Regions from separate parts of the Mus musculus genome. Here regions 1 and 2 are each linked to region 3. A link is a contact called in public ChIA-PET and promoter capture Hi-C data. All regions are on one chromosome and are shown on one strand. Each heading gives the region's core, a stretch centred on a gene start, on an enhancer-like site or on the middle of the called end of the contact. The rest is flanking DNA. Distances are from core to core; before and after follow the strand shown.

Region 1 (3,525 bases), core at 98-2,597, 500 kb after region 3:
TGTCATTTCTCTGAGGAGTCCTCTCTCCTGTGGTGATGAAGCCACATTAAGAACTATAGTGTACAGGGACTGGAGAGATGGCTCAGCAGTTAGGAGAGCCTGTTGCTTTTGCCGGCGACCTGAGCTCAGCAGCAAGCTTTCACATGCAGATGGCTCACAACCATCAGCAACTCCAGATTCAGAGGATCCAAAGCATCCTTCTGCTCTCCACATGCATCAGGAAGGTATATGGTGCACATACATACACACACACATAACAGCAAACTCACAAACTAGAACAAATCTACAAAAAATTTAAGAAAAAAACCTACTACAGTGTAGTATTGTGATAAAGGATGCTGTGATTCTTACTCAACTGGGAGTCATAAAAACGCTGGTATTAGAAATTTCATAGAGCTACAATAGGTAAATAGAGCCTGTAAATACTATGGCTACTTTGGGGGTCCAGAAGAATCTGGGGTCTAGAGAGAAAGGTAGCAGCCAATCCTGTACTATAAGGGGAGGGAGAGCAAAAGGGCTTGTTTTCAGCAGGAATGAGTTGCAGATGAAGAACACACGTTCTGGGTGGTTGCCTTACCTAGCCCAACCCCCACCCTTAAGGTTTAGACTTGAGGAGAGGGAAAGGACTGGAAGTAAATGACCAGGAAGGAATTAAATTAATAGTTACGCTTTTTGGAGGGTTATCTCACTTCCCAGTCAAGTCAGAAGTTTCCTGAAATGGTTATTAAAGACACCCTTACCTACCCTCGCTTTAGAGATAGGTTTATTTTCTGCAGACACAGGAATCATACATGAGGGAGAAGAGGGTAAACCGGTGAGTGACAATTCCAAAGAGTTTCGGTTGCTGCTCCCGGCTGAGCCTTGCTATGCTTTAGAGTCCCGTGAGACTGGAAAGCTGCTGAAAACAGCGAACTCATTTCAGGTGGGATATACGCAGCCAAATAGACACGTGATTCCGGCGGCCATTTTCTCGCACCCGGTCTGTCGCCATCTTCCAGGAGGACAAACTATTGCCCCCTACCCTCATCTAATGCTGCCAGTGATTACTTTGGTAACAGACTAGAGAAGATACATCCTTAACCCTAGCCAGGAAGCCGCACAAAAGAGTTCGTCTTACAAATAGCTTTTGTGGCCACATGAGTATACACACACACACACACACACACACACACACACAAACAAGACACAGATACACACAACTGCCCCCCCTCCCATCGCCAGGCTCCCGCCCCCCTCTTCGCTATTTCTTTACCCGCCGGCAGCCAGGAGGCGGGGCCAGCGTGGGAGCGGGGGCGGGACTGTGCGGCGCAGCAATTATATCGAAACTCCGCCCTTGCGTCTTACGCAAATTAGGCGGAGCAAAGAGCTGGGCTGGGATCCGGAAGTCTGGGCGGAGCCTAGCTGCGCACTCCTGGACTGGCGACGTTGTGCTTCTAACAGCTCTCCGAGGTCCCTGCCGGAAGTGTAGGTAAGAGACTACTCTCTTTTTTTTCGTGGTGAGTGCTCACCAGGCCAGCAGTATAGTAAAGATTGTTTTTTTAAAGGTGAAACCAGAGATGCTCGCCATCCTGGACTAGAGAGGTGAAAAGCTGGCTCTCTTGTAAAGTAGAAGGGCCTGGAAGAGGGATACGGATAGCTCCACATGTGGCGATGCGCTGAACTGCATTCTGGCGGCCTCCTAGAGAGGCTCTAAAGATGCATCCTGGCTATGTAGAGAGGCACTGACCATGCGTATGAGACAAAATGTCGGTTGCCCTCCGCCTTTCAGGATATTTGGGCGTCATTTCGCATTACTGCCATTTCTCCCATGTAGACAGACGCCCCCATCCATGTGTGAGAAGGTCTATTACGTTTATACTTTCATTGCGTAATGGAGACAGGTGTGTCGACCCATCAAATGGTGGATGATATCATCCCTGCCCTATAAGAAAATAATTTCCAATACAAGGTTGAGCAGGCCGACTTCTGGCTTATTAAGGCATAGGTCTTTAACGGGGCTTGTCCATCTCCATACTGCGATAGGGGAGCTCAGAATTGTGTAATATCTAGAGGAAGAGAGCTCCTAACGTAGAGACCCACCCTTCTCATGTTTACCCTTGTAACCAGTCACCAGACACCATCAGCCCTCAAAATCATTGGAGACAGAGACTTATGGGCAACCACACAGATTTACCCCTCCCCCTTCATTATGGAAAATTAGACCCCCATAGCTACCCCATAAAGAATTGCTGTTTTTCTGACGGTAGTAAAGGCCCACCCAAACTGGCTTACAGTACCTGGGAACAGACTTTAGTCCACTGAGATAATGCTATGCCTCTCAAGTAGACCCTCAGGGTAGAGAAACTCAGGTTTATTTTCTTCCCTTTTGAGGTAGAGACAGAACCCCACCCTCCAAATGATTTATAATCACCAGATTGACCAAGAGAGGGGGCATCTGAGCAGTAGAGATGCAGACAACTCCCCCCTCCCATTTAGCCCAGAAAGCCAGTGATATCACTGATCATCCTACAATGCAGTGCATTCGAAATCTCTCCTCATCCATAGAATAGGAGCTCAGATTTTCTCTACTTTTAAAATTGTATTTATTTATGTATATGAATGCTCTATTTATTTACATGTGCACCTGTATGACAGAAGAGGACATCGGATTCCACGATAGATGGCTGTGAGCTACTATATAGTTGCTGGGAATTGAACTCAGGACCTCTGGAAGAACAGGCAGTGCTCTTAACTGCTCTTAACCACTGAGCCATCTCTCCAGCCTCTTAATTTTTGTTGTTGATTTTTTTTAAAATTTATTACGTATTTTCCTCAATTACATTTCCAATGCTATCCCAAAAGTCCCCCATACCCCCCCCACTTCTCTCCCCCCCCCACTCCCATTTTTTTGGCCCTGGCGTTCCCCTGTACTGGGGAATATAAAGTTTGTTTGTCCAATGTGCCTCTCTTTCCAGTGATGGCCGACCAGGCCATCTTTTGATACATATGTAGCTAGAGTCAAGAGCTCCGGGGTACTGGTTAGTTTATAATGTTGTTGAAGCTACAGGGTTGCAGATCTCTTTAGCTCCTTGGATACTTTCTCTAGCTCCTCCATTGGGGGCCCTGTGATCCATCCAGTAGCTGACTGTGAGCATCCACTTATGTGTTTGCTAGGCCCCGGTGTTGTTGATTTTTTTTTTTGAGACAGTTTTTTTTTTTTTTTTTGTGGGGTGTGTGTGTCCTGGAAATCTCTCTGTAGACTAGGCTGGCCTTGAACTCAGAGATCTGCCAGCCTTTGCCTCCTGAGTGCTGGGATTAAAAGTATGCATCACAACTGCCAGATATTTCTTCTCACCTAAGGTAAAATGAGAGATGCACACTTCCCAAGGGAGGAGCAAATTCATTGAGTTTATAATTGCATGGCCTTATGCCTTGTTTTTTACTCTCATAGAGAACCAGAAGCCGGGCGTGGTGGCCCACGCCTTTAATCCCAGCACTTGGGAGGCAGAGTCAGGCAGATTTCTGAGTTCAAGGCCAGCCTGGTCT
Region 2 (3,284 bases), core at 741-3,240, 420 kb after region 3:
CTCACTCTCAATACATTGTGGGTCTCTATGTTGGTTCCCGGCTTCTGCAAGAGGAAGCTTCTCTGATGGTGGCTGAAAGAGGCACTGATCTACCGGTATAGGAGACTGTCATTAGGTGTCATTTTATTGCTGTGTGTTCCTTTAGCAGAACAAATGCTTCCTTTGCTAACTGTTCCTTTTTCTAAATGCTTACAGAGCTTAATGTGTTCTCTAAACGCTTGTAGTTAAATCTCATTAACTTTGCTTATCATATATCATAATGATCCTAACAATCAGATAACACTGGATGATCATATCACAATGCTGGCTTATCCTGAACCTCTTTCCTGCAGTGTAATCAAAGGCCTGGCTTTACCTGAAGGAGGACAGAACTCCTCAGACTGCTGAGGGCAGTGGTGGGCTGTATCTCCCCCATGGGCTCTTTCTAAATATTTACAGCTCAAACATTTTTGTTGCAAGCTAAAAATGTGTCCCCTAAGTACTTCAGCTACAACACTCAAGGTTCATTTCATAGTGTTTTCCAATTTCCCTTTGTTTTTGTCCTTTGACCTATTTCCATAAAATAGAGTCCATAAGGTTACACAAATTTATGGATTTCACATGTTTCTTTCTCTTACTAATTTCTAATTTTGCTTTGCAGTCTTTCTTTTTTTTTTTTTTTTCTTTTGTGGTCTTGGGATGAAACTCCAGGACCCCAGTATGCTGGCAAGGTAGATAGAAACATTATCAGCCCTTAGTCCTTAAAACATACTAAACGCTGTTGTGTGGAATACTACATGGTGTGTCTTGGAGAATGTTCTTGTGAACTTCAGAAAAATCTATATTCTGTGCTAAGTGTGGTGGTGTGTGATTAGTCCTAGAATTTAGGAGAGTGTGGTAAGAGTCCAATACCAGACATGGCTACACAGTGGAAACTGAAGTTCCTAGAGAAAAGAACAGGTACATCTGTATGGACCGTTCTATAGGACCAAATGACGGAGCTTTGTGGTTGGGGTGAGTAAAAATGTTACAGAGGAGAGACAAATGACCTTGAGCTACTTTTAATCCCATTGAAAACAATTCCTTGTCTTCCCTTGAATCTGAACGAGAAATCTCGTGGTTATCACAACTTTTCAAATACATACTTAACAGCGAGCATCTATGAATCCAAAAGCTAAGAATGTCATCAGACAGTATCTGAAACCTAAGCAGAAATTTCCTCATCCCACTACCTGTAGTCTCTATCAATAGATTTAGTAAATGCTTTGACTTAGGACTTTCTTTGTTCTGTAACTACTAAAATGTCATTTGACCACTTCCACAAAAGAAAATATCTTTCTGGACAACCTGAATCCTGGACATGGTCACTCATATTTGACTCAAGAATGAATTGTTGGAGCTGGAGAGATGGATCAGCGGTTAAGAGCACTGACTGCTCTTCCTAGAGGTCCTGAGCTGAGTTCAAGTCCCAGAAACCACATGGTGGCTCAAAACCATCTGCAATTGGATCCGATGCCCTCTTCTGAGGTGTCTCTGAAGACAGTGACAGTGTACTCACATATATAAAATAATTATTTTTAAAAAATTAAAATTACATTTATTTATTGTGTGTGGGAGTGCCTGCGCCTGTGAATGCCGTGTAACACATGTGGAGGTGAGAGGAAATTGCAGAAATCGGTTCTCTAGTTCCATCCTGTAGGGCTCAGGGACTGAACTCAGTTCTTCAGGCTTGGAGGCAATTGCCTTTATCTGCTGAGCCTCGCAAATGTAGGTTTTCTCGCCCTCGCTATTCTTTTCTCCTTTCCTCTTTATTTCAGCTATGCTTCCTAAGTACTCTGCTCCAGGTTCTCCTTTAATTATTAGGATTTACTGTGGTAAGTGGTAGCATCTACCACTGATGGCGTTTCCCACTGTTCTGGTCTTGCTGCCAGCCAGATTGGCAGAAAACTAAACCACGTTCTGAGAATCGGCTTTTGGCTCCTTTTGCCTGGTGAGGTCGCCCTAGCGATTGGGCTGCCTGGGAGCCACGTGATCTAAACGGATGATGGCGGGCGCCGCTGAAGATGTGCGTGTGCTCTTCGGAGCTGCAGTCCGAGCTGCGCTGGAGGCTTGGCCTGCTTTACAGGTAAGTGAGGTCCTGGCGGGGGGTCACGATTAAGGCTGTGACAAAATAGAAGTTGACCAGGCGAGGCGCCAGAGCCATGGCTGGGCGGTGTAAGCGGCAGACTCCCAGGCCCCGGCAGGCCACGCCGTTCTGGTTTCCATGCTGTCATGGTTGGCTTGGGCCTGTGTTCACAGATCGCTGTGGAGAATGGCTTCGGGGGCGTGCACAGCCAGGAGAAGGCCGAGTGGCTAGGGGGTGCAGTGGAGGATTACTTCATCGCCAATGGTGAGTGAATGTGAGGTGTTGCTGTCTGTCGCAGTGTGGCGTGGCAGAGCCTCGACGTAGAGAGCCCGCGTTTGATGAATGAATCGTGACTTTGAGATCAGAATTGTGTCTTTAGAGTGCCTTAGAGGCAATGACACTCAAATGCTATTATGCTGGAGAACGCATTTTGCCTTCCAGAGAGTCATTTTCCTACTTTCTAAAATGGTTATGGAAAGATCCGACGAAAAGAACTATTCGAGTCATATCTTGTAACTTAAAATTGCTGGATGAGGGGTGGGGGACAGCTCCGTGGACAAAGGCCAACAAGCATAACAGTCCGAATTTCATAGCTGGGACAACATGGAAGGAGAGAACTGGTACACGCTTAAGGTGTCCTCTGATTCTCCCTACACAAGTAAATATAATTTTAAAATTGTTGGGTGAGGAGTGTAGCCCAGTGGTAGAGCACTTTCCTAGTCTGCTCGTGTCCCTGGGCTCCAACCCTGGTGCCACCAAAACTAAAAGCAGTACCTCTGATAAATAAAAGGCAGCCAGGCCCTGTGGTGCAGGCATGTACTCTCATATTCCTGATGCAAAAGGACCTCAAGTTCAGATTCACCACAACCTTGTCTCATAATAAAAATAATATAAAGACTTGGAGATATAGCTCAATGGAAGTGCTTGCTTACTACACACATGTGAGGCTCTACACTACTCATACTACCACAAATGAATAAATGAATGAAAGAAGCAAATATTATAGTGTTATTAAATTCATATCCAAGGTCTAGCATATGGGCCATGTTTGTGATTCTAGCACCAGGGAGACGGAGACAGGGGAATTGCTCTAAGTTTCAAGCTCCATATCCCCAAGTTGTCCTTATGATAAAAGAAGGGGCTGGAGAAATGTTCAGCTGTTAAAAGTGCGTCCTGCTCT
Region 3 (3,648 bases), core at 872-3,371:
TAAATATACATAGGGAAACAGAGAGAAACCACAGACCACTGTCAGCTAGGACCTAGTTGTTGGGCAAGGAGCGATAGAAAAACCTAGGTCTAGTAAATTGACGGAGGGGCTAGTTTCTGAGCAGTAGGTAGAAAACAGGGCTGAGAGGAGGAGAGAGCAAGTGAAAACAACACACCTGGCCAATGCTCCCTGACCAGCCTGGCCTGCCCTTCTTACCTGCCGTGAAACCAGTCCTGGCACATGTCACACTCGATCATGAAGCGGGTCACATCATAAGGCAGTCGACAGAGGCAATACACAGGCACCGAGGCCATCTTCACAGGGGGTTGGATCGTTTTGCGCCGTGCCAGTTTTGAAGCTTTACTGGGTCTGAAGGCAGCAACAAGCGCCTTCTCTAGACGATGGCTAGACACAAACAACACTTCTTTACCAAGTGACTCCTCCGGCCCCGGGTTTCCAAATCGTTCCGTGTCTCCGCCCCCACCCCACCCCCTGGGTACCAACCTCCAGTTCTGAAAAAGGGAGTAACCGAGCCAGGACTCAACACAGCTGGTGAGAGTGCAGGAGTTAAGTGGAGAAAGTCCACCCACCCTTCAGGATTTCTTTCACTTGGAAAGAACAGCAAGAACGTTCTGCTATCTGCTCTGCCCTGCCTTCCAAACGCCTCCCCCAGACCCCTACCTTCTTTGGCCCTGAAGTCAGTGACAACTTCTTTCCGGGTTTCATGTAAATATCTGAAAGCTTTCGGGAAGCTTATTTAATCCCTCACTGAACCCCCTCTCTTCACTGCCCTCTTGCTTCCCAGGACTCTCAGCTCCCTTTATTATGACGCAAACCGCGGCATAAAGGATGAGGCTGGGAAGAGGGAAGCTGAGGGAGAGACCAGAGACCCTGTCTAGCCCCCCAAAATAGGAAGAAGCAGAGATGCGGAAATCCCTGAAGGTCTCCGCAGGTTATTCCGAATTACGCCCCCCCACCCCACCCCCCAAAGCCTTCGGGAACAAGACAAACAAGACTAGGCACCCAACTCAAATCACAGTCCTGGGATCGCGTTGGGAGAGTTTAAATGATCCTTTTCGTCATTCTCAGTATCATTCCCTCCCGAGCAGTAAGGAGTCTCATTCTGCTCCAAAATGAAATAAACCGCAATTTCGTCCTCCACTCCAAAGCTGACAGGGAGCTCATCTCCCCCCCTGACACTGAAAAGGATCTCTTCGAAGCCCCAGGAAACCCACTAGAATCTCCTCGCCGCCGCGAAACTAAGCGAAGAATTTGTTTTCCCCTCCACAGCTCCAAATGGCAGGCATTGCCTTGCAATCCCCTCCGACCGCCGAGGGTTCGGCTGGACCCCTCACCTGACAGACGTCTCGTCTTAAATTAGAACGCAGCTTGCTTGCAGCCCCCAAAACTTACGAGGAGCTCTCTACGCCTCCCCACACACACACTGACAGGAACCTTTTTTATGCCCCAAACCTGATAAAAAATGTCCACGGTCCCAAACGCTACAGAGCTCTCTTCATGCCCGAGGCTGCAGGGGGCAAGTCCTCAGGGAACAGAGCTCAGCCCCAGAGACTCGCCTGCCGCTGGGCTCGCTCCGGGGCAACCCAGCTCTGCGCTAAGCACAGGCTGGCCGGGCAGTTCCGGCCCGAGGCGGCGCGCGCTGAATGCTGGGATTGCCGCTGCCAAACTGTGAAGCTGACTTGCCTTCTCCTAGAAACCACATGCCGCGTCACGCAGTGCCCGGGCTCTGACGGGGCTTTCGGGCAGTGTCCACCTCAGCCCTCCCACCGTCTGGCCCTCAGAGCCTTCTAGAGACCGAGGTCTCAGCCGGGGCTGGGGGTCGGGGTCGGGGCCGCCGGGCGCACTGGCAAGTGGCTTTGTCGCTGCCCCCTTCGCGAGACAGGCTTGCGGCGGCTGGAGAAAGACCGCCGGAGAGGTCGCCGGGAGAAGCCACTCTCGGGGGGTTGTAGGAGATTCAAAGCAATCAATAAAGTTTATTCAAAATCGCGAGGCAGTTGAGGCGGAGAGGGGTGGAGAGATATGGTAAACAGCTACCATATTGAGAGTGGCGGCGTTCTGGGAAAGAGACGAGCCCGCCGCCATCTTACGAGGCTCGGGCACGGGAGGTGAAGGTGGAGCCCGGCACGTCAAGCCGGCGGCTCTTGCGTGACGTCATGGGGCGGGGCGACACCTTGAGGGAGCCTAGGATGTTGCGCCTCGTCTAGGTGGCCCAATGGCGCATAAGACCTTGAGCTGATAGGCGGAGGAGCCGCCATCTTAGGCGAGGCGGTAGTTTGGCTCCATTTTGAGTGGGGCCTGGAGCGTAAGTCTTCCGTAACCCCGGGTAAACACGGAGTTGGAAAAAAAAAAGCCAAACCCGCACCTTCCTCCGCCCGCCCCCCTAGCACTCGCCGCCCCTCGCTAGTCTCCTCCTCCGAGAGGAGGTGAGGTCCGTGGCTCCGGGCGGCAGAAGTGTTACATAGGGCTGCGGGGGCGGGTTTCAGCCTTGGGGGATAGGCTCCTGTCCATTGAGCCCTGATAGTGGACGAGGTCCTTTTCCCACGGTTGGAGTTATCATTTAATCTTTCACTCTGTGAGAGGAAAAAAACTGCGATTATCACCAAATGAAGAAACAGGTTTAGAGAAGGAAAGTGATCTGAGAGCCTGGGAATTAAAAAAAACAAAATAAAACAAAAAAACCTCTTTCCCCCAGCAGGCTCTTCCCAGGGTCTCTGTCATGAACCATGCAGGTTCAATTCCATGAGAAGCAAAAATCAGTTCACGGCTTTCCATATATCTGTACCAGGATTTTCTGACTGCTTTAAGGTGGCACTGTTTGATTTTGTTTTTTCTTCAGACATTAATGAAATATCCCTAGTTCTCTTGCTGTATCACTTTCTTGCAGGATCTCATTACTTTATAGAATAAACTGTATTAAAAGTTGTTTTCTGGAACTGGAGAGATGGCTCAGAGGTTAGAAGCACTGGCTGCTCTTCCAGAGGACCTAGTTCAATTCCCAACACCCACATGGCAGCTCACAGCTGTCTGTAACAGGGGGCCTGGCACCCTCACATAAGACACACATGCAGGTAAAACACCAAAGCACATAACATAAAAATAAAGAAATTTTAGAAAAAAATATTTTCTTACCAAAAGAGGAAGAGTGGCGTGGAAAAAAAGAATATGTGTAAAACAGTTTTCTGGCAAACATATACAGGGACAAAAGTGTCCTTGTCAGAGAAAAATAATTTCCCTCTTCTTGTTTCCTCATTTCTCCTTTCCTTTCCACCTCAGCCTCGGCTTCTTGAGTGCTGTGATTATTATCTGGTGGAGAACTCTTTAAAAACCATCTGAGAGAATGGGGCAAGAGAGTGACAACTTTAACAAGAAAGGAAAAAGGGAGGAAAGAAAATGAAGAGTAAAATAAGCTAAGCCTCATGGGCTGCTTGCTGTTGTAAGCTATGCTGCAGGGAGTCTAAGAGGATATATAAAGATTTGCTAAGGCCCTCAATACAGCTCAGTTGGTAGGATATTGCTTAGCATCCACAAACCCCCAGTGTTCAATTCTCAGAACTGCATAAGCCTTGGGTGGTAGCCCATGTACTCAGGAGGTCCCAAAGTTCAAAGTCATCCTTATTTACAAAAGTT

Evidence for each region. ChIA-PET counts read pairs in DNA pulled down with a chosen protein or histone mark. Capture Hi-C pulls out chosen DNA fragments and counts their contacts.
Region 1: a contact with region 3 is called in an RNA polymerase II ChIA-PET map of memory CD8 T cells, with 31 read pairs. The contact joins the promoter of Gnl3l here to the promoter of Phf8 in region 3. A contact is called at or near these places in 1 of 39 promoter capture datasets (hippocampal neurons), 2 of 484 Hi-C or Micro-C datasets (B cells and CD4 T cells), 2 of 115 datasets of contacts at active chromatin or transcription factors (effector CD8 T cells and memory CD8 T cells) and 1 of 9 other capture datasets (adipose tissue).
Region 2: a contact with region 3 is called in a promoter capture Hi-C map of liver. The contact joins the promoter of Tsr2 here to the promoter of Phf8 in region 3. A contact is called at or near these places in 2 of 39 promoter capture datasets (the 3T3-L1 cell line and 3T3-L1-derived adipocytes), 1 of 484 Hi-C or Micro-C datasets (uterus), 2 of 115 datasets of contacts at active chromatin or transcription factors (astrocytes and memory CD8 T cells) and 2 of 9 other capture datasets (liver and pancreatic islet).

The regions. Positions count from the first base shown.
Region 1 is chrX:151,015,144-151,018,668 of GRCm38.p6, reverse strand. It overlaps Gnl3l (guanine nucleotide binding protein-like 3 (nucleolar)-like), which reads left to right and starts at 1,347. Exons shown (of 16, transcript NM_198110.2): 1 at 1,347-1,468.
Region 2 is chrX:151,095,249-151,098,532 of GRCm38.p6, reverse strand. It overlaps Tsr2 (TSR2 20S rRNA accumulation), which reads left to right and starts at 1,990. Exons shown (of 5, transcript NM_001164578.1): 1 at 1,990-2,104; 2 at 2,278-2,368. The coding sequence starts at 2,021.
Region 3 is chrX:151,519,145-151,522,792 of GRCm38.p6, reverse strand. Phf8 (PHD finger protein 8) reads right to left here and starts at 2,121. Exons shown (of 22, transcript NM_001113354.1): 1 at 1,356-2,121; 2 at 217-405. The coding sequence starts at 314.